Linked DNA regions of Mus musculus: region 1 is linked to region 2. A link is a contact called in public HiCAR-type data. All regions are on one chromosome and are shown on one strand. The core of a region is the stretch at or near the end of the contact, and the rest is flanking DNA. Distances in the headings are between cores, read along the strand shown.

Evidence for each region. HiCAR-type assays count read pairs that join an accessible place to other places.
Region 1: a HiCAR-type map of fibro-adipogenic progenitors shows a contact between it and region 2, with 5 times the contacts expected there. The contact joins two enhancer-like sites. A contact is called at or near these places in 1 of 484 Hi-C or Micro-C datasets (bone marrow-derived macrophages) and 4 of 115 datasets of contacts at active chromatin or transcription factors (embryonic stem cells, extraembryonic endoderm stem cells, fibro-adipogenic progenitors and 1 more).

What each region holds. Positions count from the first base shown.
Region 1 is chr8:69,008,799-69,014,047 of GRCm38.p6, forward strand. No RefSeq gene overlaps it. Among named protein-coding and RNA genes, the nearest start is that of Gm33103, 8.9 kb to the left of the region's middle. Within about 2 kb of position 3,998, at least 110 of the 459 cell types and tissues checked have an H3K27ac peak or open chromatin away from gene starts, as enhancers often do. A contact at or near this core is called in bone marrow-derived macrophages and fibro-adipogenic progenitors, where this site is marked.
Region 2 is chr8:68,181,700-68,186,399 of GRCm38.p6, forward strand. It overlaps a transcript of Psd3 not described here. Among named protein-coding and RNA genes, the nearest start is that of Sh2d4a, 92 kb to the right of the region's middle. Within about 2 kb of position 2,317, at least 45 of the 459 cell types and tissues checked have an H3K27ac peak or open chromatin away from gene starts, as enhancers often do. A contact at or near this core is called in bone marrow-derived macrophages and fibro-adipogenic progenitors, where this site is marked.

The DNA of each region.
Region 1 (5,249 bases), core at 2,748-5,247, 830 kb after region 2:
ACAAGATCTCTTCACAGCTTTCTATCCCACCTTCAACTTTTCCTCGGATCCAGAGTCTCAGAAGTATTTGTGAGGTTTCATCTTTCACTGGACTTTTTTCCTCTTTCATACCTTTTATTTTGGCATTGATTTTATTCTTTGATTAAAAACTGCAAAAGTAGTACAAAGAAGCCTGTCATAGTTTAGCTCAGCTGGCACTGTAACTATGAGGACCTGAGTTCAAGCCTTAGAAGCCATATGAACCCAATGGCCATAGTGGTGAGCACTGGAAATCCCAGCATTGGGGAGGCAGAGAAGGAGGATCCCTAAGGCTCACTGGTCATCTGGTCTAGACTAATTAATGAACTCAAGGCCATTGAAAGACTGCCTCAAAAGATAAGGATAGTGTTCCTGATAACACCCAAAGTTGTTCTCACACACACACATATACACCAACACACATATGAAGCACACACACACGATTACACACATAAAGAACACACACACACACCACACACACATACATTCATACATACACATATACATGCACACATATACACCAACACACATATGAAGCACATACACACGACTACACACATAAAGAACACACACACCACACACACATACATTCATACATACACATATACATACACACATATACACCAACACACATATGAAGCACATACACACGACTACACACATAAAGAACACACACACCACACACACATACATTCATATATACACATATACATACACACATGTACAACAGCACACATATGAGCACACACACACCATACACACAAAGCCTGTTGTAAACTGGAAGATTCCTCAAGTGTTAACACTCAGCATAGCCACAGTGCAGAGATCTATGTCATCTCACCCCCTCCACCAGTTTGTGGTAAACCTCTGAGGGTAACAGTGTGTCAGTCCATCAGGTCACTCTCCTTTCAGGCCTCCTCTTGTTATTGGATGAGATCTTGTTGGATGAGAACATTTTTATTCCCTGGGGTTTGAAAACTAAAAAGAGCTTTTCTCTTTTGCTTGATTTAGTTTTAAACTTTGTTTTGGTAGTTCTTTAAAATTATTTCTCGATTTTGAAGCAGGTTACGATAGCTTTTTATTCTTTAATTTTGTATGTGTGTGTTCCATGTTTGTACAGTTGCATGTATTGGTATGTATCCATGCACTCATGTGCATGTGACTGTCAGAGGTCAGTCCTGGGTGTCCTTCCTCAGTACCACCCACCTCAGTTTTGGAGACAGTCTCTAACTCATGTGGAGCTAGACTGATTGTCCACTGAACCCAAAGCATTCACCTGCCTGTCACACTTGCTCCAGAATTAAAAGTGTGCACCATATCTGGTGTTTTCATGTGGCTTCTGGCAATCAAACTCGGGTCTCACATTGATGCCACAAGCTTTCTCCAGCCCACAGAGCTTCCTTTTTATATACTGTGGATAGAGTCAGAAGACCTGGATTTGCATTCTGAATCTGCCACTAAGTTGTGAGACTTAAACATGTCACGAAGCCTTCTGGAATATCTGTGTATCTACCTACAAAGCAGAGTGGGTACTTCCCATTTTTGTTCAGAATAGATCAAACAAGGAAATGTCTATATGCTTTGAGGTACTACATAAGTGTAAAATTAGATCATTAGTAGCTTCCAGCTGTATATCTTGGAGTAAGTGTCTGTTTCTCTTAAGACCCATAAGGAACTCAGAGGGACCATAATGCACCATTACTCCTTACGGGACATTAAATATCTCTTAGACTCTTCCTTAGAAACAGTCAGAAATAGAACTCTTGGTCTCTATGAACATAGCTCACCACAAATTAAGACATGATACTATATATCTCTGTCTTCCTAAGACCCAAGCTCTAAGCTTGGCAATCTTCCTGTTTAAGACTCATTTGAATATGAACGACACTTAAGTGTTAGAAGCAAGAACATCTTTACCATAAGATATTGAGAGAGTAGGTTCTAGTGGGAAAACCAAGGCAAATATTGCTTGCTGTTTGATTGCATGTTTATTTATTTACTTACTTATATTTTCTTACTTACTGTGTAAGGAACTTGGCTAACAAAGTCCTCTTTCACCTAAAGGATGTGTCTAGCTGTTCTTGCAAAATATAATGAAATTCCTTACCACAATTCTCAGAGGGCAAATGGTCGTATATTTTAGGAGCATCTGGCCCAGGAATATGAATTGTGAAATGCTTTTCAGCGAATTATGCAGTGATATCTGGTTTGGATGGAAAGTTAGAATTCTTTTGCTGTTGTTTGAGTTTGGAAAAGTAAATCTTAGAAAAGCAGCCGAGTTTCTCATCCTTTTTTTGTGTTCATTTCCGCAGTGTGTGGGTTAGAAGGCACAGAAGCCTGGGCACAGTTCATACTTCAGGAGAAAGAGGTTTTTCTCGGGAATGCTTCTGCACAGGATCCCCTAGAAACCGCTGGATCAAAGGGACTGTCGCAGAAGGTACAGATCTAATAACCTGAAGTGTTTATTCACAAGATGTCTAGACTTGAGGCCTCTCCTTATCCCTCCTCCTGCTTTTTCCTTAATACAAACAAAACAAGTATTTTGAAGTACCTTAAATTCTGCACAGTTCACCAGACTACACGATATCTCAACTCTGAAAGGTTAAAAAAAAAAAATGAAGCCAGAACTTGCCATCTGCAGCATAGCAAAAAGTCGTAATGATGAGAGATCCTACATCGAACAAACTTGTTCAATGTCCAGGCTCTGGTTCCTTCAGAGTTAGGACACTGCCACAGCCTTTCCCTTAGCCTGCCTATGCCCAGTGCTTCTCCTCATCTTTCCTGTGCAACCCTGACCCAAGCCATAGTTTTGGATGATCATCTCCTTGGGCTTCTTTCTCTGCAAGCAAGTACGAAAGCAGCTTGAGCTCTGCCTGTTGGCACATGACTAATCTAGCACTCAGGAGGCAGAAGCAGGTAGATGTCTGTGAGTTTGAAGCCAGCCTAATATATATTGGTGTGTATCAGGCCAGTGAAAGCTACATAATATGGCCCTGTCTCAGGAGGATAAGGAGAAGGAGGAGAAAAAAAAGGAGCTGGGTCAGATAGATTCCAAACTGTGTGCTGGTGATACCAAATCTTCCAAGAAAGATCAGAGATCAAGGCCTCTGCTACATAAGGCGTTTAAGGCTGGCCCGGACTACATAATGTAAACTTTGTCTCAAAAATAAAAAAAAAAATAAGTAGTCAAGCAAGCTCTTCCCTAAGCTGCTCTCAAAGTCCTCACAATTATACCCCAGCATGCCTCTCCTTTCTCATGTCCTACTTGTGTCCAGTGTGATGCCTGCCTCCTTGCTACTGCATTACTGCCCTGCTCACCTACCCCATCTTCTCTGTCTATTGTCCAAGCATCCTCAAAACAGCTTGTGCTTTCCTAGAGGCTCCTGCTTCCTTCCTCAGATGCATTTCTGACCTTTCCCCAGTAAAAACCACCTCCTTCTGGGCACGCAGCAGCTTCCCACAACCTCAATAGTCTTCTCTTGAATACTAGCTTTCTGTCATTTGCATTTAGTCACTGTCAAAGTAGTAATCTTCAATAGTTATAGATTGAATGTTCATATAGCCCCACTTTAGTGCTGAAGCCCAACGTGATGGTGTTTGGAGACCTGGCCTTTAGAAGAAGGTCTTGAGGATTAAATAAAGTGAGGAAGGAGGGACCCTTCACTGGCTGCATTAGTTCCATAGTAAGAAAAGACACTCTTCACAACCATGTACTGAAGAAAGGTCCTGTTAGTACATGAGAGCTAGCAACCATCTGCCAGGGAAGAAGAGAAGCCTCAGTGGCCAGGCTGCCATCCTGATCCTACAATGCTAGCTTCTAGAAATATGAGAAAAATAAATTTCTGTTATGTATGCCACTCATACATAGTAGCTTCCCCTTTTCTTGTTTTTTATCTTCCATCTTCCCCAAAAGGGTGACTCATTGTCCTGGAGAGTAGGATCCTACATACTGCAACATCTTACACAAGACTCGGTGACTCAGCACTCAGAGATCATTCTCACTCAAATTCAACCCAGTGTTTCTGACCAGTAAAAGAAGAACCTGGCTACATTTGTGGAAGAATTGTTTTAAAAATAAGTCAAGCTAGTCACTGTGGTTTGTATCTGTAATCTCAGCACTTGAGAGGCAGAAGCAGGAGGATTGTTGCAAGCTTGAGGCCAGCCAGGCCTGCATAGCAAAACCTTGTCTTTAAAAAAAAAATGAGGATAATGATTATGGTGGTGGTGGGTGGTGGGTGGTGGGTAATGATGATAATGATTCAGACCAACCTTTGTGGTATAGGCCTATAAATCCCAGTAGGAGGGAGACAGAGAGAGACAGAGACAGAGACAGAGGAGAGACAGAGACAGAGGAGAGGGAGAGAGACAGAGAGAGACAGAGGAGAGAGAGACAGAGGAGAGAGAGACAGAGACAGAGGAGAGAGAGAGACAGAGAGAGAGAGAGAGAGATCTATCATGAGCACAACTCCAGGTTGAGCTACACAGAGACCCTGTCTCAAAACAAAAGCAAAAGCAAGCAAGCAAACAAAAAGTACTGGACATATAACTCAATAGTGGAATCCTTGCCTACCTACCATGTTCAAGTTTGATGGCCAACACCTTAGGGAAACAGTAAATAAATAAATTTCAAGATAGTTTTTGTATCTTGAAAATTGTATTCTAACTAGAATAATGTTTCCTAAAAATAGTAACAGAGACTGAAGAGATAGCTCAGCAGTTAAGAGCACTTGCTGTTCTTGAAAAAAAACTCAAGATTCATTCCCAGCATCTACATATTAGCTCACTACTGCCTATAACTTCAGTTTTGGGGAATCCAATGCCCTCTTCTGACTTCCCTGGGGCATCAGGCATGTATGTAGACATACACAATGGCAAAACGCATACACATAAAGTAATAATAATAATTTTCACCTTCTGGTCTGGGCCAGTGCCCTGAGCAGACCTTGGGTGCCAACTCTGTAGTCAATCCCACAACACTCAGAAGAAGGTCCACTCCCAAGCGCTCTAACATGCTCAGGATCATAGGACCAGAGGTGAAGAGGACACAACATCTGCCCCAACACCGAGAGTAACTGGGACCAGCTTGACCCAGGCACCCAGGAACTCCACCCGACCAGTGGCACAGGTTCCTTCAGGTCTAAGCCAGTGCCCTGAGGAGACCTAGGGCACAAACTCCACAGCCAGTCTCACAACACCCAAAGGAAGCTCCCACTCCCAGGCACTCTAACACA
Region 2 (4,700 bases), core at 1,067-3,566:
CACTTTGTGATGGATATTACTAAAATCTTTAGATAAAAGCTGAAGTGAATGGGGCTCAGGATGGTTAACAATGGTTGACATGGCTGATCCTGACAGTGCTAGCATGTGAAAACTCAACACTAACGCCTTGGTCTCAGTGCCTTGAGAGCCATATACTCTTGATGATCATCACACCAGTGTGAAAATCACACTCAAAAAGTCCTGCCTCAGAGTCAGGACATTAAAGACAATGTAACTACCCCAGGGCAGGTACATTTCTATCATAAACACCCTTGCCGTTTTCAGATGACAAGCGTGGTAACAGCATGTGGCTTTTTCAATCGAAAGCTCTTCCTTAAGTTCCATAGTACACGAAGTTCTACCATCCTCAGAACGGGACCCAGCCATCTTCTGCTATTCAATACTGTGTTGTTATTTTACGTCTCCTTCCATTTCTACGTGGAATACTTGGGGAAACACTAGACCTACTGACAGGGTGTTTGTGAGAATTATATGAGACAGTGAGAATTAGACACAAGACAGGGGCCCTGCATTGCTACTTCTTAACAAATGTGGGCAATGATTATAACTTATTAGCACCATAGCAGGAGAAAGTTCTTTATTAATATTATCTGTGACTTCCATGCTACCATTGAACCTTAGGTCACCACAGTGCCTGAGGGACTGAGCAGTGCTCTGTGGAAGCAGAGTACCTCAGTTGAGACCCAAGCCAGTCTTGGGTTGTACTATTAATTTATGAAGAGCATGTCATGGCTACTAGCAAAGAGGTGCTCATGTCTGTCTCTTGTCAGCTCGGATAATGATGTACCAGTCAGCGCTGGCTTAATGGCCACACTAACACTTTCAGACCTGATTGTTTAAATCAGATGGATGCAAGCATTTGGCCATGTGCAATCTAAGAGAACAAAACAAACAAGGGTAAATGCATGTAATGTTTGTGACCTACTGTGGAGAATAAATAGTGTTAGGATGACAAAGGCTGTGTGGGAAGTGGATATGTATTTGAGTAATAAATAATTAGTACATAGAAATGTTTAAAACATTCAGAAACTGGGAGTCCCAGGAGGAGACAGTCAACTTTGAGTTACTTATATAGGCACTCAATCAAATGTGCTTCATTCCCTGTAGATTTTAGTCTCCATTTCTTTAGGACATAAAAAGGAGAGAGAGAGACAGAGACACAGAAATGGAGAGAGAGAGAGAGAGAGAGAGAGAGAGAGAGAGAGAGAGAGAGAGAGAGAGAGAGAGAGAGAATAAATTCTATCCATTTGAAGCTAGGGAGCTAGGGGGAAATATGAACTATACTGATTCAAATAGAATTTAGAAATACTGAGCAGTCTAGAACTCCACTTGTGAAACACATTTCTAGAAACCAGAGAGTAAGAAAAATAATTACAATCTTTCCAAGCATCTGGCCAGTGGGCAATGATGCTTTCTCCAAGCTACTCCTGACCAATGACATGGTAGTAAGATCTGGATGTAGGAATAGTTGTCTAAGATCCCAAGGACAATCTCTGTACTGCTTTTTCCACAAAAACATTTCAGGGCACAGTATGGAAAGCAGAGGCTTTGAGGCCTTTCCTGAGGTTCCACTCCTGACTGGGGGCTGACAGAGCAGTGTCCCACCTGACTAAGCTTCACTCATGTAATCTGGAGAGTACATAGCCTGTAGTTTGTTCATGAGAGCAGTGAAGTGTCACATCTATACATGATGTCATGTGGGCCCTGGAATACCAATGCACGTAAAATAAAAATAAATAAATTATTTTAAAAATTTAAAAACAAATAAAAATCTATACATTTATGTTAAAAGTATTTAAAGATATTGAAGCTTAATGTTCATGTTTAAAATATGTAAATATATTTTACTGATTACAAAAAACCCTGATATTAAGATGTATTTCATTGCTTCATTTCTTTAAAAAAGTATTTAATTTTATTTTATATGTCTGAGTATTCTGCCAGCATGTATGCCTGTGCATCATATACAATATCCGCAGAGGCCAGAAGAGCTGTATGTTCTGGACTGGAGTTATAGACAATTGTGAGCTACCACATGGGTCCTGGGAATTAACCCTGGGTCCTCAGTGAGAGATCTCAGCCTGTGGATTCATCTTTGTAAACCCCCCCCCCCCCCTTGCACTGTTTCTTCTTCCTTGTTTAAATGTAGTAAATTCCACTGCAGGTTGTGTTGTATTCCTAAGGCAACAGGCAATTCTAAAACACAAGCATGCTGACTGATACAGGAATCCACCGCTCAGTCCTGCGAAGGCAGATTTTTCTTGGAAAAGAAATCAGGCAATAGAATGACTCATGCTTTGGAAGAGTGCTGCAGTTTTTGGTTCCTCTTTCAAAATGACTCTGTTATCCTATGATTAAGTTTATTGGATATAGTCACACTTAAATGAGTTTCCCATTTTCAAAAGCTAAAAACCATAAACAGGGATTGCCTTTATAATATAATTATATTATATACAATGTATAATAATTATATATAATATAATTTGTATATAAGAAATGCCCAGTCATTTCTACCTAATGGATGTCTGTGGTACCCATTATATGAAAATTGTAGAAACTCGGACCATGCATAAGGAGATGCCACAATATTTATTAGTGAATACATCAGCCTAAAGCTGCTGTTGGCCATTGTGTACTATTTATCTGAAATGTCTTTTAGGGGCTACAGATGTGACACAGCAGTTAAGGGAACTTACACTTCTTGCAAAGGATTCCTTTTGGCTCCTGACACTCAAATGATGGCTCACAACTACCACAACTCTAGTTCCAAAGGATCCTGCATGCTTGTGGGGCCCATAAACTCATTTAGGCACACATATACACATGCAAACAAAATAATAAAGAAATGGTTTTAAATGTCTTTTACTATTTTTCCTCTCCTGTTTTGTGTCTTGATTTCTTGCTTTTTATAGTACTTTTTAATTTCTCCTGCATCATTTTCATTATATATCTCTTATATTTTTCTGCAGTGGTGCACAGGAAAGGTTTTTTGACATCTTCTAGTCTTTTTTATTCAGGTTTTAGTTTGGGAATCTAGTAGGCCACTTCTTTGATATTGCATTTTGAATTTTAATATAAACAGTAAACACACATCAAACTAACTCAAAATTAAGGCACACATAGAAACAGTTCCAATGCATTCCCTGGGCGAGAGAGCTGGCTCAGCAGTTAAGAACCCTTGTTTCTCTTGCAGGGACCTAAGAGTTGTAATCTCCAGTTCAAGGGGATCTGATGCCCACTCTGACTACTGCGGGCACCAGGTACAAACATGGTATACTTACAGACATGCAGGCAAGAATGCTCATACACATAAAATAGTAAATATATCTGATGCATTTCTAATCCAGCTATGATACCACTTTGTTGTACTAGGCTGTGTGAGCATTTAATAAAATGTTGCTTCTGCTACAGATTATTAGTGAATGAATTCAAGGATTTTATCCTTAGATCATTGTGTGGAGCATCAGACTGTTAGACTAAGCTGTATTAAGGTATCCTGAGACCCATGAGATGCTAACATACATTTGCACAGAGATAGAAAACCCCCTTTGCCACATTAGAATTGACTTGTGTCTAGCATACACACCATTCAGCTCACCATTCCTACCAAAAAGGTGCTGTGTGCCACTTCTGTTATTTTAAACATGAGATTTGTTTAATCTATTCTCTTTTGCGTATCTTGTGAATATGCTTTTGTGGGAGTGTGATAAATGTGTATGTGTGTGGTATATGGACATGTGTATATTCCTGTATGTTTGCTGCATGTGTGCTCAGAGTCCAGAGCAGCCTTTATATCCTTCTCTATCATTCTCTGCCTTATTACTTTTGAGCAGGAGTCCTTGTTGATCCTAAAGTTGTATTTTTAAACTAACATGCTAGCTAGCAAGTCCCAGAAACCCTCCTGTCTCCACGCTCCTCAGTGCTGGGTTTCAGGCATGCTTGGAGTGCTGGAATTTGAATTCTGGTCTTCATGTATTGTGTAGCAAGTTGACTCATTTCCTTATCCTCAGCTCAATGTATTCTCCACAGAAGAATTCTTCTATTTATTCTGTTCTTGTGGGAAAGGGTAGTACCAGTAATGAAACGCAGGGACTTGTGCATGCTAGGCAAATGCTTTTTCACTGAATTACCTCCCTAGTTCAACACTTCCACCATGACCACATAGATTAATATAGAGTTATCTATCAGGTTACATGTTGGAAAACAGTAAAAATTTTCCATTGAGAGGTTTCTGCGCCTACATGTTAAACCCTGTTTCTTCTACACTATCCAGCCATACCAGAGCTGTCCTGAAGAGCATGTCCTTATTGTAGCTGCGCTCTAGACTCTACCTACAAATCACAGCAAGAGCAGAGGACAGAACACGAAGATGTTTGGAATTTATGTCCATATAGAGACAACAATAACTTAGCCCTATGCACAAATGGCTATGAACCTCTTCAATAACCCACTAAATCCAGCCAAATGGATCCCTAACTCTACTTCCCTTATATCAAGCCACAAACTCTCATTTACAGTCCGACCATACTTGCATAGGAGAGAAGGGAGACACATGGGACCAAAGACAGAGGTCTCAACCAACAGGACTTAAAATTTTATAATCATGTTTTAGCATATTTTACGAGAACATCTGATCATGTAAACACATTGCTAAGTCTGTCCCCAGGGTCTTGGAAGAG